3 separate regions of the Zea mays genome follow, and regions 1 and 2 are each linked to region 3. The links are chromatin contacts, called in public Hi-C maps. All regions are on one chromosome and are shown on one strand. The core of a region is the stretch at or near the end of the contact, and the rest is flanking DNA. Distances in the headings are between cores, read along the strand shown.

Region 1 (3,776 bases), core at 20-2,519, 210 kb after region 3:
ACAACCATCTTTGTTGTGCGCATCGTCATCACTACGCGAGAGCTCATGGACACATCACCGCCACCGTTATCATGCGCAAGGTCGAGGTGCGTCACCCATGCCTCCGACGCAATGCACGACACCAGGGATCGATATGCCACTCATGTCATCGTTGTATGCCCATGGCATTGCCACCATCGTTCCACACGTGGTCGTGCTTAAAGAAACCAGAAGGGAGAGAGGTGAAGCTAGGGATTTAATGAGATATATGTTTATATAGTGAATCCAACTAATGAAATCTATCTTAGGCCATCCAACAACTAAAACCAATTGTATCACGTCATGTCGGTCCATTAATCGTGTTGTGCTTGTGTCAACACTGCAGGTCGAACCTCAGGCATGGCTCTAGACCATGTCCATGTCAGCATTGACACTATAGACCGTAGGCCCATTGTCGCTCTGACGAGCTTGGCCCATTTAACCATCTATAATGATTAATAGAATCATGGTAAAAAAAAACTTAGATGTTTACGAGCATAAGCCCATAACCAAAATACCAGTCTACACTTAGCCCATTAGGCCAGAAACCATTATTAAGGAACCGCAATCGGTGAAACCATTTCTTGTACTTACACAACTTCAGCGTTCATGGTCACTTCTGTCAAGCCAGCAGGCACTGTAAGAACATACTATCCACCGCACCATGATGTGGACAACTCGCAAGAGATAATAAGGATTAAAGAATACTCCTGCAATGTATTCACCGCGTCCTAAAATAAATGCCGTTATGGTATTTATATTGGTCATTTTAATATTTAACTAGATTTATAAAAATGTTAGTACTGTTTTTATATAAAAATAAATTTATTGTATAAATAGATTTAATGACCTATCTATTATTAATATTAATATTTTTATATATTTGGTAAAAAAAATAAAACATTTGACTTCGCTGATAAACGACAGTGCGTTTTGGGACGGCGGAGCACACGGTAACACGAGAAGGGAGAGCCAGAAAATTTTTAGGATAGACTGAACTAAACCAATTTAGTATAAAAGCTTTTATATTATATTGTGTACATTTCAAAATTTAGGATAGGTTACAAACTTACCGTAGAAGTTTATGTGTTTGAAAGCTGTAGGGCAGTAGGGGGCTCGGGGCGCCCCACCGCTGCCTCCCTCCTGCACAGAAAAAGAAAACAAAAGCAGCCTTGCCTCTGGCGTTAGTGAGCACGCACCGCCACAGCGAGTACTAGTAGGATTGTACCGCAGCAGTTGTACTAGAAAAGGATTTGGCATGCGCGGGCTGGTCCCTGGGCCCTGCCTCGTCCTCGCTCCGATCACTTCGCTATGGTTGGCAACTTGCCATGGCGTCGAGCATCTTCCCAACTTCTTGGGTGCTGTTGTCAAAGTACAATTCGGAGCATACAAGCTTTAATTATTCTCTTAGCTAGTGCATGTTGCAGTCGACAAGGGGACGATTTAGAACCGAGATTCTTTCACCAAATCTTCCGGTAACACATACATGTCCAAGCAGGTTAGTTTAAGTCGTTTCTTCACTGGCAATATCTATACAAATGTATTATCTTAAATGACAATAATCATATATTTTATAAAGTTTCATAGTGAATCTAGTAAATATTGACCTTGTGCCGTATCTACATAAAAATTCAAAGAACAATTGTCAAAACTTAAATTTATTTTTTTCTATGGGTCAGGACATGGTTGCAGGCTGACAGACCCAGAGTCTTTTGGAAGCCCTGACAGTTTAGTGGGCCAAACAAACAACTGAGTAAATATAATCTTCTCTATGACTCTATATATGACAGACAAGTTGCATTGGTTTCCTTTCCACTTAGAGCCACCGACATGAGTTCCCTTCTCCTTCCCACTAGAGCCTCGCTTTAATTTGGAATGACGCACAGTTTACCCAGATTCCTGCTGCATAAATCGAACTAATTAAGTTCTAATCTCCTTCCTACGAAACATAATTCCTTTTCCCTGTCGAATAATCAGAGTCCCTTCCCTTATCGAATAGTCTGCAAAGCAAGTGGATCCCAGGAGCTTCTGCAGATGATAAAGCCCGACATCCACATGGGCAACTCTCTCTGAGTCTAAAATCCCTCCCCAATAAATAAAGCGAAATATTCCCTCAAATTCTCTGGACGACCAGCATACAGCTCATTGTATGCATTGCGCGTATGCAGCTGCGACAGAGGCCGCAACAACTCAGCTTTCTTTACGCGATCCGATTGCTACTTCCCAAAGAGAAGCCGAGAGAGTAAACACTCACCAGCCTGGCAGTGCTTAATTCAGCTGAGTGATGCACCAATCAGTGGCCACCCAATGCTATTATATATAGATGATCACAGATCTATCAACACCACCAAACCCAATCCCTTTCCAGCACACTGCAAAACACCAAAAGGACCGAAAGCAATGGCATGCGTTGCAGGAACACCAAACCTGCGTGATTCAGAGTCAGAAAGGCAATTGTATGAGTCCATGGGCATTGGCATTGACAGGGCAAAGATACCTACACAGTTTCACGAGAAAACATGCACCGTCGCGCGCTGGCCACTGGACACGACAACAACAACTTGCCTATATTGGCATAGGCAGAGTGATAATGTTGGTTAAGATAACGAGTGCTATACGCATGAAAACTTCTTTCATAAATAAAGGCCTACATCTACATATAGAGACATGAATAATGAAGCAGCACGATCTGAAGCATCTAGGTCCCCTACTATTTTTTAATAAGAATGAACTGTAGCTGTGACGACATGCCAAAGCCTAGTAGATATTTTATTTACGTACCTGAATATGATTGGCCCATCACTGCTCTCGGTTTGTACTTGTGCACATGTGAGATCCAAGTTGAAAACGCACGATCATTTCAACAGGGAAAACTACACTTGAGTAGGAGGCAGGGAACTGTACAAGTTTAGCTCTGAAACAAGTAGCTGATGTTCCAGTGGCAGCTAATCACCAAACAAGCATAATTTGGAAATAAGGGCTGTCACTATCACAGGAAAAAATGACGAGGGATTTATGCACAATGACATTAGAATCACTAACAAAAAGCATTAGGAGAAATGGAAGCTGACAAATTTTGTCTTACCACCTTGTATAGGATCTTGCTTGCGTGTACTAAGTCTGGTCAGCTCAAGAATTAAGAACTATTACAGATGCAACTACAATCACTACATATATTCTTTCTAGAAGTCAAGTTTTGAAAGGCTACATCGTCCTATAGAATTCAGCCCACAATGACTAAATAGTTGAGGCAAATATAAACTTTCTTTTCTTTCTCTTAAATTTAACTGAACAAAAAAAAGATCAGGAACAAACAAGAAATACAAACAGGGTGTTTGGTTTGACAGAAGAACTCATGTGGCATCCGCTGAACCTACCAGCATAGAATGGGTTGGTCCAGCACTTTTTTACGGAGTGTCTTTGTACTTCAAGTCCTTTTACGATTAACTCTCCTTGAAAGCACCTGATGGGTGGTGCAGTTCCAAGCTGAAAACCAAACAGCGTTGTCAGCTTTGGTTCTAGGATCAGATCATTCCAGGTGACCTCGTGCCGCAAACCAAACATGCTGAAACTATTACCACTTTTCCTTGTGTCTTTCCTCATATTTCACCAATAAGGGTTAGGTTGGGAACTCAATTTCCCAAGGGATTTCTATTTTTCCAAGGGAAAATGAACTAATTTCCCTTAGGAAAATAGAAATCCCTTAGAAAAATGGGGTTCCCAAACTAGCCCTAAAGCTGGAAATACTCCATTCCCAG
Region 2 (3,975 bases), core at 272-2,771, 190 kb before region 3:
ACCTTAACAAACAGACCTAAGCATGCAGAAAGAATTTTTATGAAAACAAATCCTGACACCACAGACCACACTACTATATGTTTATCTTCATTTTAATCACAGTATAACTCAACATAAAGATTAGCATCTTAAATCTTAAAGAACTAATCACCTTCATGCCCACCTATGTCTACCAATAGAAACTGCAGTTCAAACGACTAGTGAGAACTAAGAACTATACACTTCAATATCTAAAATTACCAGTGTTGGTCCAACATGCAGTACTGATAGATGAGCGGCATTGTTCTTGGCGTTGTACCTAAGTTAAAAGGTCATGCCAGCTTAAGTGTGGATTTTAGTCTTGAAATTTTCTGGATTTTACTCTATCCTGTACACCGAATAACAGGGGGGACGATTGTGATGCACAGCATGATCTCTCGACGATGGCTTTTGGCTTGACAGAGCAATTACAAAATAGTTTCGTCAGATGAGACACGATTGACCCAACACGTTGCTTTCCACAAATCGTAAGCCCTAGCTCATGACAACCCAGAAGATGAAGAAACAGACCACTAAAATTTCCAGGCGATGGCAAGTTCAGAGCGATAAGAAACCAGGGAGGAGAAGGATACCCACCTGAGCTTCTTTGGTGGGCGCAAGCGGCTCCCATTGGCCACCGGAGTCGCTCTCGTTGATGGCCGCGATGGAGAACTGCGAGCGAACGATAAAGGGGTAAGACGAAAAGCAGCGACGAATTCGAACAGGGAGCAAGACGTGTGCAGGGACGGAGTGTGAAAGTGTGGTTCACCATGGTCGACGGCCCAGCGGATAGAGCCGCGGAAGGATCGACGGCGACGAGGGCTCCGGGAGTTCGCTGAACTTGCACACGAGCTGGCCACCTGGTGGAAAATGGAAACTCATAGTTTAATTAGGTGAGCAGTTGTCTGGTTAAAAAATACTTTTTTCTAGTGTTTTCTGGGGATTGGAACCTGAACTTATGGTCTTTAATTTCCAAAACATGATATGCACTCTGCTCTTGATTCTGTTAGTGCTTTTTGAAGATGGATTAATTGTATACATGCCGCTCTACTTTTGCAAAATTAGTTTGTTAGTTCATTTTGATGCCCACTAAAATTTCCAGGCGACGGTCGCTGCTGGAAATAACTTCAGTTAGGGTTTGGGTGCTCGGTTGCAGGAAGAGAAGGGAAGGGGTGGGCATACCTATTGGATTCTCGTCGCCAGCAACGGTCCCGGACAAGAGCTGGCCACCTGGTCTAGGGCGGCAGCAGCGGCCGTCGGCAGTCGCCCAGTCGTCGCCACGGTGACGTCCACCGACCAGAGGAGCGAGCGCGGCGACGGGCCGAGCGGACTGTGGGCTGTAGGCCACGGGGTGAAGGAAGCGCTGCTCGAAGCGCGGCGGGCCTGGAGTTGGTGCAATCAAGTGGGGGCCGTAGGCCACGAGATGACCGGACCGGTCTGCGCTCCCTACTCCTGGCATTTACTTTTAGGGAAAACTGCATAAACCCACTTACAAGTTTGGGGTGTTTTCAAATACCCACTTACAACTTTTATTATGCCAAACTCCTCCCTCCAAATTAGGTGGTCTAAATCTATAGCAGACACACGGCTTCATCTTTGGCTCATCTAAAACTCATTAAGCTTGGCTCCTGGCGGCGCTGGCGCCCACGCCCCTCGACGCTGCCACCGTGCAACATCACTGGCGCTCTTGCTAATGGCCCTCGAGGCGGGTTAACGACGATCCCAACGCGTAAGCGGGCTGCCTGGGCGCGAGCCCCCAACGCCGCAACCCATCAGCGAGGATGATTTCTAGAGGAGGCGAAGCTCCCCGGCGCGGAGGCGTGATCCCGGCGCGAAGGCTTGGTCCCTGTGCTAGCGGATGGCTGCGAGGGCGAGGGCGTGAGCTCCCTGCAATGGAGCCATGACGCATCAGTGAGGGCTAAGGTCCTTGGACCCACGTCCCATCGGCTCGAACTGGCTCCCTGGAGTCATATTCCTCACCTTGACCCTGTGTCAATGCATTTTCTTCTACTTTATCCTCTTTAACTCGTTCTCCCCTAACCGTTCACAATGGCGGCTGCTGGATCTGAGGACGACGACAATCTGTCATCACCTAGACCACAGGTATTTCCTTCGTATGGAGCTTCAGTGCTACTGTCCATTCAATTTCGGTACCATCTCGGAACAGAAAACTGAATATTGTTTCATGCATATTTTTGGGACTACGCAGATCCTTTGTATGGAGTTTCAAGTGCGTGTTGGAGTGAAATTTGATGGTAGTGTAGATGGTTATTCTGGTGGAAGGGTTGGTTACATGAGATTTATGTAGCCACAAGGGGTTGATTGGTTTATAATGCAGGAAAATCTTGTGTACCATGGCTACGAAGGAAATGCCACCTTGTACTATTTAAAACCTGGCCATACGGCACCACAAGGTCTTGTTTTGATGGATAGTGCAGAACATGTACAACAGTTGATGAAGGACCATGAGGGCCTTAAGGTGTGCAAATTGTTCATTTTGGGAACTGAAGAAGGAGATGGTGATGTATGGGAAGGTGAAGAAAGGGATGTATGGGAAGATGATGAAGAATATGTCGCATGGGAAACTGAAGAAGATGATGGAGATTTATATGTTATAAATAATAACAGTGATTTGAAACAAATTCAAAAGGATCATACAGGACAATTGATAAATGAAATTGATAAAAGGGTTTATTTGTCGGATGAGGTTAATGAAGGTGTTCACAGTCCCATAAATTTTGATGGTGAGGGTATATATGTGCATCGGTCTCTCGGGGTAGATTATGTGAGGTTTGACAATTCAACCATGAGACACCCAATTATGGATGTTGGAACAGTTTTTACCGATTTGAAGCAATTTAGAGCAGCACTAAAGAATTTGATCATCTGTGAGGGTAGAGAAGTTATGAGACCTAAGAATGATCCTGTGCAAGTTTCAGCAAAGTGCAAAATTGTAGACTGTGCTTGGTATATATATGCCTCTAGACTTCCAGATGGTCGTTCCTTCAACATCAAGAAGTATGTAAAGGACCACACTTGTGGGAAAAGTCACACGGTGAAGCAAATGGATGCTAACTGGATTGGCACAGAGTATGAGCATTTTTTCAGAAGTGAGAAAGATTGGCGAGTTAAGTCCCTTAGGGACACCGTCCTTAGGGACACACAGGTGGGGATCTCACTTACCAAAGCCTATAGAGCAAAGAGATACGCAGTGCAGAAGATTGGTGGTGAGTACCATCCGACAAAAGTCTACAATTTATGTGTGATTCTTTCTTTGCTTTATGTGTGATTCTTTCTTTGCTTTATGCAGGGTCTAAAAGACGGTGTTAGGGCCATTTTCCCACATGTAGAGCATATATATTGTTTGAGGCACTTGTATGCTAACTTTTCAAAGGCTGGGTTCAAGGGTCCCCGACTAAAAGAGCTAATGGATAGGGCTGCCTATGCGTACAAGGAGTTTGATTTCAAACAAGCTATGGATGATATTAAGAAAGAAAACACTAGAGCATGGAAATGGTTGTTTGACATTGATAGTAAGCATTGGTCAAGGCATAGGTTCAGCCCCCATGCTAAAACTGACTTGGTCGTTAATAACATTAGTGAGTCATACAATTCTTGGATTTTGGAGGCAAGAGAAGAACCTGTGTGCACGATGGTGGAGCACATTAGGACTAAGTTGATGGAGTCTATTAATATTAAAATAGATGATGCAAAGAAGGACACATGGTTCATAACTCCAAATTATCAGAAAAAGCTTGAGTTTGAGAAGAAAAATGCTTCATATTGTAGGGCCGTCTGTGCTAGGCATGGGATATGGCAAGTCACAAGTGGAGACAGTCAATATGTTGTTGATCTCAACAATCACAAATGTGGATGCTACAAGTGGGGTGTTACTGGAGTGCCATGCTCACATGGAGTGGCTGCTATTCATGAGTTCAAACACAAGCCAGAAAACTA
Region 3 (3,718 bases), core at 691-3,190:
AGTTCTGCGGATGGGCCCATATGGTCAGTTCACTACCAAGCTCATAATCTTTGGCACTGTAAGGTGGGCTGTGAATTAGCTAATGTAGCCTTACTGTCATCATATTTGTAGCTGCAAGAATCTGTAAATTTCTGACGTCATAAATGTAAAACTACCTTTTGGATAAGCCATGTATAAGTAAAGCTCTCCTTATTCTGTTAGCAGGAGTGGACATGAATAATTTCATTTTCTTTAGTTTTTAATGTTCGTGCAGATGATTTATCACTTACAATTTTAGAAATCAAACATTACGTTCTAGGGCAGTGCACGTCGTCGTCGGACAGGGATGGGATCTTCCCGGACAAGGTCGATGAGTCCTACTCCGCCCGCGATCTCACCGTCACCATGCTACATGAGAGTAGCTAGGCTAGCAGGTATAGGATGCAACAACAGGGAATTGCATTGGACGAAGCTGTACATATGCATACCACACCATGTGCAGGTGGTTAATGAGATGGATGTCTGTGTTTGGCATGCTTTCACTACGGTTAGTTTTTTCCCGATGTATCTAATGAGGTACTTTTTACTCCAAAACCATTAGTTTTGCTCTACTTAATGAAAATATAGTGAGCCCATTCGATATTGCTTTAACTATCATTTATGTTTGTCTTTTTGAAAATGTATTAACCATTAATTTTGCTGAGATAAAACCACATACTCATGTACCTTTATGTTTGTCCTTGTGACCTCTTGAAACTTGTTAATTAAGACCTTTAGACCTTGTAGAGTTGTGGTCTTATTTTATATGATGGATGGCAGAGAAGTAGCTTTTTCTGAAATGGGATAACTGGATAAACTTTTTAATATAATTTTGTGGAATGTTATTGGTACAGAAAAAGATCGAGGACGATATATTTGTACTTGTTAGTGTCCATGGATGTGTAGAGGAAGCATTTTTCTGGAAACGAGCAATTCCCTGATAGTGAGGTTGTTGTTTGCCCATCAGAAACCTTGTCCTTCCCCCAAAAAATCTTGCTTGTTTACAATATGTATCTTGTTTCCAACATATGAGTATGACCTTGTGCATCTTTTTGTCAAATTTGCAATCTTATAGAGTCAAAGTTGGATACACAGTCTCTGGCCAATCTGGAGGCGTTGGTAGCTCATCATCTCAAGGTGGTGGTTGTGCAGCTAATCTGCTAATGCTGTTATGTACAAAGGCATATATGTCGTGTGCGTTTTAATACAATATAGTTATTCCGATTTCTTCACAATAGTTTTTATTCATACTTTTCGATGTTTACTTGAAATATGGAATCCATATTGTTCTATTGTTGTGCTATTGAAGTCAAAACCACTTTCTATGACTTTAGATCACTATGTTGTCCTTGTGTCGGATTAACACTTTTTATTATTTCTATTTCTTGGATAAAATGTTGTGATTCTGTCTGAACTGCTATCGGAGAAGAAAATTTTCAACGCATTGTTGCAGCAAATGATGGAATTGTTCAAACTTCTATCATCGCAACGTACGAGCATTGTACTATCACATATATATAAACCTGTATGGTACCGATGATTTCAATGTAGTGATAAAATAGCTATATTAAAATAATAAAGTTTATGTATAGCTAGGATCATAAATTAATTATGAAATATTCTCATAACAGTGTAACACATTTGTACTCTGGAACCAAACACTACCTAAATTCCGGAAGAAAGACGAACCGACATTGGTACTCAGATCCAAATGGCATACTATCGCCATTCGCCACCGGTAACTCTTGTGTCCCATACCACCACATGCACTGTTGCGCGAGCCCACACGTCAGATCTTCTTGTGTCGCAAGACAGGCCCACAAACTGGGACTAATGGTTCGAGAGTCGAGACTTCGAGTGCCTTCTCCCTTATAAAACCGAACGCCCAGGGCCCTCCATGTTCAATCTCGTTGTCCGTTGTACTCTCTCTCTCTATTCGTTCCCCGCCTCACCCCGAGCCAGCCGTCTCGCTAGGGTTTCGCCGCCGCCGCCGCCATGCCTCGCCGCAGCTCAGGTAACCTTCCTTTCTGGCGCCTCCTAAGGTTTCGTTTCGAGATTTGGCTGTTATTTTCGTTGATCGGTCGGGCTGTCTCCTCCCGGATCTGGGGTTCGGGTGCGTAGGTTTGGGCGTTTGTGGATTTGATTCAGTCGGTATGACTTTGTTGCTCGCTCGTGTTAGTATGTGCAAATTATATTGTTCCTGTGGGTGTAGGAATAGCCGGATCTGTTTCTAGCGTTCAATGGCTGGGTCGCGCCTCTTTGGGTAATTGTGGGAAATGGGCAGCTGTTACTATTCGGCAGAGAATCGATTGCTTCTTGAATAACCGGTTGCAGATACTATTTCTTCGCAGGCGGTTCAGACAGGGGCATAAAGAAAATCTGAATCCCGACGGGGATCGGATTCCTGACTGGGAAGGGTTACTTCCATTGACCCTTTCTTGTTCGGATTCTGAATCCCCTCGAGGGAAGGGTTATTTCCGTTGATCCTTCCTCGTTCGGATTCAAATAGATTTATACTACTGTGTTTTCTAATGAGGCGTCTATTCTTGAAAGTTATTCACCTGCGTAGTGCCGTAGTGGATTGAATCTTATGATGTTGCATTTATGTAGCTGTATTGTCAGTTGATCAGTGCCCCTTTGAGTAACCATTACAGTCCCTGGGTACTGTCTTGGTTTAGTTAGGGGGCGCATAGCAATGGCCATCTGATGACCACTCAGGCCTTTTGAGGGGGCGCCTCATCTGTCATACCAAGAATTGCCCCCAAGCGGCCCTAGACATGTATCTACATTATCACAATGCAATGCTTTTTTCAGTTGTTTTTTTGTGGCTTACTACCATATGCCTTTTTGAGTAGCCATCATAGTTGTGTATACTATTTTGGTTTAGTTAGGAGGCACATAGAGATACGTGACAAAGTCACCTTGGCTGATCAGAGCGGCACATCAAGCATTTGTTGGATGTGTTTTTTTGAAAAACCTTACATTGTAGTGTCATCATCTTTATTTTTGCTTCTCTGCTTATGAAGTTTATTGAATGGTATACATGTTATGCAAAACATTCGTAAGATTGCTTTTGTACTTGATTAAAATCAAGGTTTCAGGGAGCAAAGAAACATCTGACAGGATTACTTAGTCGCAAAGAATGTGCCTCTTGAATAACCAGTTGCTTTGATTACTATGCTTGCATTTGGTTCAGACAGGGGCCACATAATAAATGGATGATTTGAGGGAACGGATCTTGTCTTCTTTTGTCCCTTCTTAAAAAACTCGACCTGCGAGGGGTAAGACAGCCCCCGGGCATTGAATTAAGAAGAAGACCTTCTCACACAGGTCGAGAAAACCCCCGAACCCCTGCCCCACCCATACACAGCGGCATCGAAGCCCATGTGAGAACGACCACGACCGGGGCTGAGCCTTAGACCTGTGCTTTGGCATGGGACAGACGAGGGGATTTTTTTAACCACAGCCTGAAATTCGCTCCCACGGGGAGTCGAACCCAGGACCTGAGGAGTGCTACTCAGACCACCTAACCAACTCAGCTAGAGGCCCTTTCGCTTGTCCCTTCTTAGATTGATTCCTATAGTTAACTGCTATTCTCATCATCATAATTTTGCTGGTGGAGGATGTGGCTGTGCCAGGTTTATAGTATCATGGTTTGTTAGCTTGTTGCATCTATCTCTCTACCATTGTTGTGTCCTGA

What was found. A called contact is a pair of places that touch in the nucleus more often than the background predicts.
Region 1: a Hi-C map of ear shows a contact between it and region 3, with 2.6 times the contacts expected there. The contact joins the enhancer-like site here to the promoter of LOC100283861 in region 3. A contact is called at or near these places in 4 of 25 Hi-C or Micro-C datasets (ear, leaf and tassel).
Region 2: a Hi-C map of ear shows a contact between it and region 3, with 3 times the contacts expected there. The contact joins the promoter of LOC103643822 here to the promoter of LOC100283861 in region 3. A contact is called at or near these places in 4 of 25 Hi-C or Micro-C datasets (ear, leaf and tassel).

What each region holds. Positions count from the first base shown.
Region 1 is chr1:268,312,547-268,316,322 of Zm-B73-REFERENCE-NAM-5.0, forward strand. It overlaps a transcript of LOC100193597 not described here. Among protein-coding and RNA genes, the nearest start is that of LOC100193597, 10 kb to the right of the region's middle. Within about 2 kb of position 1,270, at least 16 of the 20 cell types and tissues checked have an H3K27ac peak or open chromatin away from gene starts, as enhancers often do. A contact at or near this core is called in ear and tassel, where this site is marked.
Region 2 is chr1:267,920,135-267,924,109 of Zm-B73-REFERENCE-NAM-5.0, forward strand. It overlaps LOC103643822 (calcineurin-binding protein 1), which reads right to left and starts at 1,522. Exons shown (of 22, transcript XM_020546868.2): 1 at 1,201-1,522; 2 at 788-878; 3 at 616-690. The coding sequence starts at 790.
Region 3 is chr1:268,106,395-268,110,112 of Zm-B73-REFERENCE-NAM-5.0, forward strand. LOC100283861 (p8MTCP1) reads left to right here and starts at 1,941. Exons shown (of 5, transcript NM_001291789.1): 1 at 1,941-2,032. The coding sequence starts at 2,014.